2 separate regions of the Bos taurus genome follow, and region 2 is linked to region 1. A link is a contact called in public Hi-C data. All regions are on one chromosome and are shown on one strand. Each heading gives the region's core, a stretch centred on a gene start, on an enhancer-like site or on the middle of the called end of the contact. The rest is flanking DNA. Distances are from core to core; before and after follow the strand shown.

Region 1 (2,993 bases), core at 281-2,780:
CTTTGCTTCTGTGTCCCCCACCCTTAGGATAATGCCCGGCACACAACAGTCACTCAATAAATGCACTGATTGAACGGACAGTTGTACGTTTACTCTGAAAGCCTGGTCTGCTCCAGAGGAGCCAGGCTCAGGGAAGTCAGGTGACCTGTTCTAATGGCCAAGCTGGGTCTGAACTTCTAAGCCAGAGCTGTTCACAGGAAGGGGGCAAGCCCCGTACATGATTCTAATATAGTGGCACATTTTCAAAGTGAAAAGAAGCGGGCAACATTAATCTTAATGATCTCGTTAAAAAAAAAAAAGTATTTCTTACATTTGACCGTACGGGGTCTTAGTTGTGTTACGTAGGATCTAGTTCCCTGAGCAGGGATTGAACCCGTACCCCCTGCACTGGGAGTGTGGGGTCTCAGCCACTGGACCGCTGGGCAAGTCCCTTAATGATCTGCTTTTTTGTAACCCAACACAATTGATAATATTTCAACTCGTCATCTCTACTTTATAATCAAGGAAAGATAGCACAAGGGGGACCTTTGTGGTATGGGAAGAGTCCGATATCTTGATCGTGGTGGTGGTTACATGAATCTACGCATGTGATGAAAGGCATTATACACACATATGTCAGTTTCCTGGTTTTGATTCTGTACAGTAATTACGGTAACTACATAAGATGTCCCCATATGAAACGGAGCAAAGGATACCAGGACCTCTGGGTACTGTTTTTGCAGCTTCCCATGAATCAATACTGATTTCAAAATGAAGCTGAAAAATTCGGGGATATTTTAAAATTAAAATTTCCTTAACTTAAAAATTTAAAAATATACACCCAAGACTCTGAACTCCAGTGTGGGTTCACAGTCACAGCACATCTCGGTTGGAACCAGTTAAAAGGCTTGGTAGCCACGCGTGGCCCGTGGCTGCAATGAACAGTGATCCTTCTCAGAGGGGTGTTCCTGGGGGCCTCTTCTGTCTCTCCCGCTTGCCCGTTGTCTGGTAGAAAAGTTACTTCTCTTAACCTTAGATAAGTCACTGCCCTCCTCTGAGCCTCAGTTTTCCTTCTCTGTAAAGTGGGACTAATAGAGGTACTTATGCTGTTTCACTGTTGGAGCATTAAGTGAGAGCTGCGTGTTGGGCACCCAGTTCAGGCCTGGCCCATCGTTCTCTGGGAGCTGACATGAACTCGTAGTGTCACAGTTGAGAGCCCAAGCTGCAGCTTCATCCGCTTCCCCTAATGTTCTGGCACCCTCCTGCCTGGCTGCCTGCTTCTGCTGGTGACGAATGGCCCGAGCGTCTCTTCTGGTTTTAACTGCCGTGGAGGAGGAAGGCCTGTGTCCATGGTCTTTGGCATTTAACTCCTGCTTGTTAGCAGATACCCCGAGACACCCTGTAGTGAGCTGGCTGCGGGCTTGTAGGCCAGATGTGCAGAGACCCCTGCAAAGCTTCTGCAAAACTGAGGACTTCCTCTTTGAGCCCTGGGCTGAACCCGCAGCCACCAGGGCGCCTGCTTTTCACCTTATAAGGCAACCCCTGGAGGCACAGGTGAGCAGGCTGCAGGGGCCTCGCCGGCCCAGCCCCCACGGCGCTCCCAGCGGAGCCTGTGCAACGGGGGATGTGACACCTTTTATGGTTTTTGAGAAGAAGAAAAAGACAGAGCACCACAAAAGCAGGAACCCAGAGCTTTATCGTGATGAGAGGGGCTGGGTTGACCTCCCAGACACTGACTGCAAAACCAGGATGCAACTAACCCCACAGAGCGCCTGGCTCGCAAAATACCACGGAGGAGGCTGCTGTGTGTGCCCCTGGAGGCCAGAGGCGGCCACAGGAATCAACTGCAGAGCTTAAGCCTTGGGGTGGGGGGTGGCGGTCATGGGATGGGGCTAACCCCCTGAGCCCCAGGGCTCATCCTTGGGGTCTTCCCTGCCGGCCAGCTTAGGTTTTCCCACACGGCCCTTGAACCCCGTTGTATCTTCAAGGGACACTACCCTCTCAGCTTCCCCTTCACCGTGGCATCTGGGGCAGGGGACAGGAAGGTCTCTGGAAGGTGGGCTCTGACCCAAGGCCTGAAGGTGAGGGCATGGAGGAAGTGGGACCCTCATCCTGGTGATGGAAGGGCCTGTGTGAGCTGGGGAAGTTGGTGTGCTCCAGCCCTGAGGTGTGGAGAGCTGGCTTGGCCCTGCCGTGGGGCCTAAAGGGTCTGCCTTGGTTGGTGGGAAGTTGCTGGAGTGTTTTTTAAGTGTTTTAAGAGAGGTGTGATCTGGCTTAACTGGTGGAACCTCACTGAGCTACAAGGACACTGGCCTGGATGGAGTTGGGGGCAACCAGCCTCCATCCTGGGCGCCTCCTGTGGGGCCAGGTGTGGGGGCGCATGGGGTGTGGGGTGCATGGGGTGTGGGGGCGCATGCGTGATGCCAGGCTCTCCAGACCCCATGTGCCTGGTGCTGCTCTCTGGACAGGGTGGCACGGTCTGCTCTCTCACCGTTCTCCCTGGCTGCCCCCTCCTGGATTTTTCCTTCCTGTGACCCCCTTCATGGAGACTGATGGTGTTTAACTTGGATCATTGGTGGGACCGGAAGAAGCAAGAACCCCAAGTAACTGTCTTAGGGTCCAACCTTTGTAAACCCTGGGCTGTGTGTCTCCACTTTATTCTCCCACCATGTGGCAGGCACCCCCAGGCCCTACTTTTTACCCCACCTACAGTCTCCTAACTGATCCAAGAGAGACAGGAAATGGTTTAAAAAAGTAAAACCTTTGAGAGGTCCCTGGTTGCTTAGTGGTTAGGATTTTGGGCTTTCATTGCTGGGGCCTGGGTTCAATCACTGGTCGGGGAACTGAGATCTTGCAAGCCACTCAGCGCAACCCCACCTCCCCCCCCACCCCGCCCCCACACAAAAAAAGGAAACCTTAAAACACACACCCACACGATCCAAGGAGCTTATTATGGAAAAGGGGAGCAAGTGTACAGAGGATAAACTGGACAGGCCGACCTTGGCCAGGTAATC
Region 2 (2,993 bases), core at 368-2,867, 94 kb before region 1:
ATCCTTTTGGAATTTACCTTGATCTGCGGTGTGAGGTATGGCTCCATCTTTGGCTTGCTTTCTAATAACTAATTATCCCATTATCTTCATCAGGGAGTAAGGTAGGAGCTGCTTTGAGCTGCATCCAACTGGAATTTCTTTGTTTTTGCCTTTTAATTTATAGCAATACCAGCTCCTACTTTCCCCACTCACCTTCCCCCATGTGCCTGTTCAATGCTCGATTGATTTTTGTTTGTTTACCATTAAGAATTAATTTTATTATTAATTGAACATTGTCCCTGACCTTTGGGGTTTCTATTTACGATTTATTTTAGTTGATAACCAACAACAATGATCTTTTGTTGAATGTCTAACATATTTGTTGACAAGTTTCATTAAACATGAACCATAAAGCAAACCTATGATGTCAGTTGTAGTTGTTGTTTAGTCGCTAAGTTATGTTCGAATCTAAAGTGGTCGGTACTATTACTATTCCATTGGAGGAAGGTAATCAGAGAGTTTCTGAGGCTTGTCCAAAGGCCTACAGTTAAAAAGAGGCAACACTGGATGCGATTCAAGAGCCGGGTCTTGGGGGGTCCAGCCTTTTTACTTGCCTGAACCCTGTAACTGGTCTTTGTGGAATGATTGCAGGAGGGAATGAATGACTGAGTCAGTGAGGGAAGGAAGAAGACAGAATGAGTCAGCTCCTGCCCTCAGTGGAACCCAAAGGGGGAGATAAGATGTGAATGCAAATAACCAGAGCGTAAAGTAAACAGTGACCCCACCAGTGTTTTGGAAGCAGTCCACTTTCTATCCCCTCCTATCTAACAATCTTACTTCTTTCCAATTTCTCCCTACCTAGAAACCACGGAGCCCAACACTGGGCCAGGGCAGTTTGATGCAGTAAGTCACCCATGTGGAGCTTCCCTGTGGAGCTCTGCAGCCCAGGAGCCCTGGTGGGGAGGAGGGAGGTAGAGGAAGGGATAGGGAGGAGGGGGGGGTGCAAAGTGAGAGAGAGAGGAGGCGAGAGGACAAGAGCTTGAAGACAAGGAATAGGGAGGAGGTAAACGGAGTTGTTGTTTGGGGGAATAAGGAGGACTAGGGGAGGCTGGGGTAGGAGATGAGGGAAGGGAGGGGAGGTGGGAATAGGGAGGAAGGAGGGAGAAGGGGTTAGGGAAGTGGGAAGAGCAAGGGGAGGAGGTGAGGCGAGGAGCGGGCAGTGAATGAGGAGGGAGACTCAAGAAGGGAGGAGGGAGAGGGAGTAGAGAGAGGGAAAGGAGAAACAGGGCTTGGGGAGGAGGAAATGGGGGAGGAGTTAGGGGAGTGGAAGAACAAGAAAGGGTTGGGGGAGGGAGAAAAGAAGAGGAGGAGGGAGGAGAAGAGCGGGGAGGGAGAAGAAGAGGGGAGGAGGGAGAAAAAGCCCCTCTCTCCAGCCCCCTTCTCAGGGTTGCGCAACCCACTCGGGCTGGGATTGGTCGCTGGCGGGTAAAGACGCCACGCCCCGACACGCTCTGTGACCAATAGCGATAGGGGGTGGGGCGTAATGCGTCCTCGGAGGCCAATGGGCGAAGGGGGGCGGGGCTGCGTGGCCTGGGTCTAGCTCGCTTTCCTAGCGCACTCGGAGCCACCGCCGCTCTCGGAGCTCGGAGCTCTCCTTCTCTCGCTGCTGTCGCCAGCTGCCCGCCCGCCCGCTTGCCCGCCCGCCTTCCGCGCGTCCCCGCCCCGCTCCGCTCCGCTCCCTGCAGCCCGCCCCAAGCGCGCTCTTCTGTCGCTGCGAGCACAGTATCCCCACTGCGGCCCCGCGGCGATGGCCACCAAGATCGACAAAGAGGCTTGCCGAACGGCGTACAACCTGGTGCGCGACGACAGCTCGGCCGTCATCTGGTGAGGAACTTTGCATTGCTCTTCGAGCCCCGCTGCCTGAGCTCACAAGGGGCCTGGTGCGCTGAGCCGTCTTCCAGACGGGACGGATTAAGGGTCATCCCCGTGCGGTCTCCCCACAGTCTTAACCCGGGACAGCGTGGAAAGCCAGCGCTGGCTTTTCGCTAGCCAGAGCATCTTTTAGATTGTTCTGTGGAAGCTCGGCACCGTTCAGGCACCAACGTTGATGTGTATGTGTATGTGTGTGTTTTTCTCTTCTCCCAATCCAAAGGGTGACTTTTAAATATGACGGCTCCACCATCGTCCCCGGCGAGCAGGGAGCGGAATATCAGGACTTCATCCAACAGTGCACAGGTAGGGAGACGCGCCTTCTGGGGGGACTCCCGGTCTTTTGGAACAAGGTCAATGCTAGGGAGGAGTCTGAGGCCACTCTGGGCGCCCCCAGCGCTGGAGGAACCAGATTGGAGCGTTCGAAAGCCTCCACAAGCCTTCTCTCCTCTGGGCATCCAGAACAACCAGAGGTGACCGGCAGCCTCCTCCCTCTCACAGTAACCTTTTCAGGCGGGACAGCTCCTTTGCCCCCATGGTCACTAGCTTTCCACCGTTAACTCATGGAGTTCCAAACTCCAGGGTCCAGCCCTCCCGGGTTTCCCCTTTCATTAGTCAGAGAGCCAAAATAAAAACAATCCTGGTGCTTATTGAAGGAGAAAGAAATGGTTAGCGACAGCCCTCTCCTTTCTGCTGCAATCATTGTCCATGTGCTGGTGATGTGTTTTTGTTCATAGAATATAGAGCAGAATATGAAAGCGTACATACCATATGATCCCATTTATGTGAAATTTTAGAAAAGGCAAAGCTAATCTGTAGCGTGAAAAGTCAGAAAAGTGGTCGGGCTAGCCACTGACTGGGGGGAGGCATATGGAAGGTGGGGTGGGGTCTCAAGGGGTTGGGAATATTCTGTATTTTGATTTGGGAGGCAGTTACACAGGTGTGTACATATAAGAAATCTTTCAAGCAAAATCTTTAGGATTTGTAAACTTTGTGCCTTTCCCTGGGTTGTCTTGAACCAGTAAGTGGAAAAAACACATGCATGTACAACCACAACCTCCAATCCTTGCCCCCCAACACACACC

Evidence for each region. Hi-C and Micro-C count contacts between places; a contact is called where the count stands out from the background.
Region 2: a contact with region 1 is called in a Hi-C map of liver, with 4 times the contacts expected there. The contact joins the promoter of COTL1 here to the enhancer-like site in region 1. A contact is called at or near these places in 6 of 11 Hi-C or Micro-C datasets (8-cell embryo, blood, liver and 3 more).

Annotation. Positions count from the first base shown.
Region 1 is chr18:10,725,063-10,728,055 of ARS-UCD2.0, reverse strand. No RefSeq gene overlaps it. Among named protein-coding and RNA genes, the nearest start is that of MEAK7, 16 kb to the right of the region's middle. Within about 2 kb of position 1,530, at least 15 of the 102 cell types and tissues checked have an H3K27ac peak or open chromatin away from gene starts, as enhancers often do. A contact at or near this core is called in liver, where this site is marked.
Region 2 is chr18:10,818,748-10,821,740 of ARS-UCD2.0, reverse strand. It overlaps COTL1 (coactosin like F-actin binding protein 1), which reads left to right and starts at 1,617. Exons shown (of 4, transcript NM_001046593.1): 1 at 1,617-1,863; 2 at 2,132-2,214. The coding sequence starts at 1,787.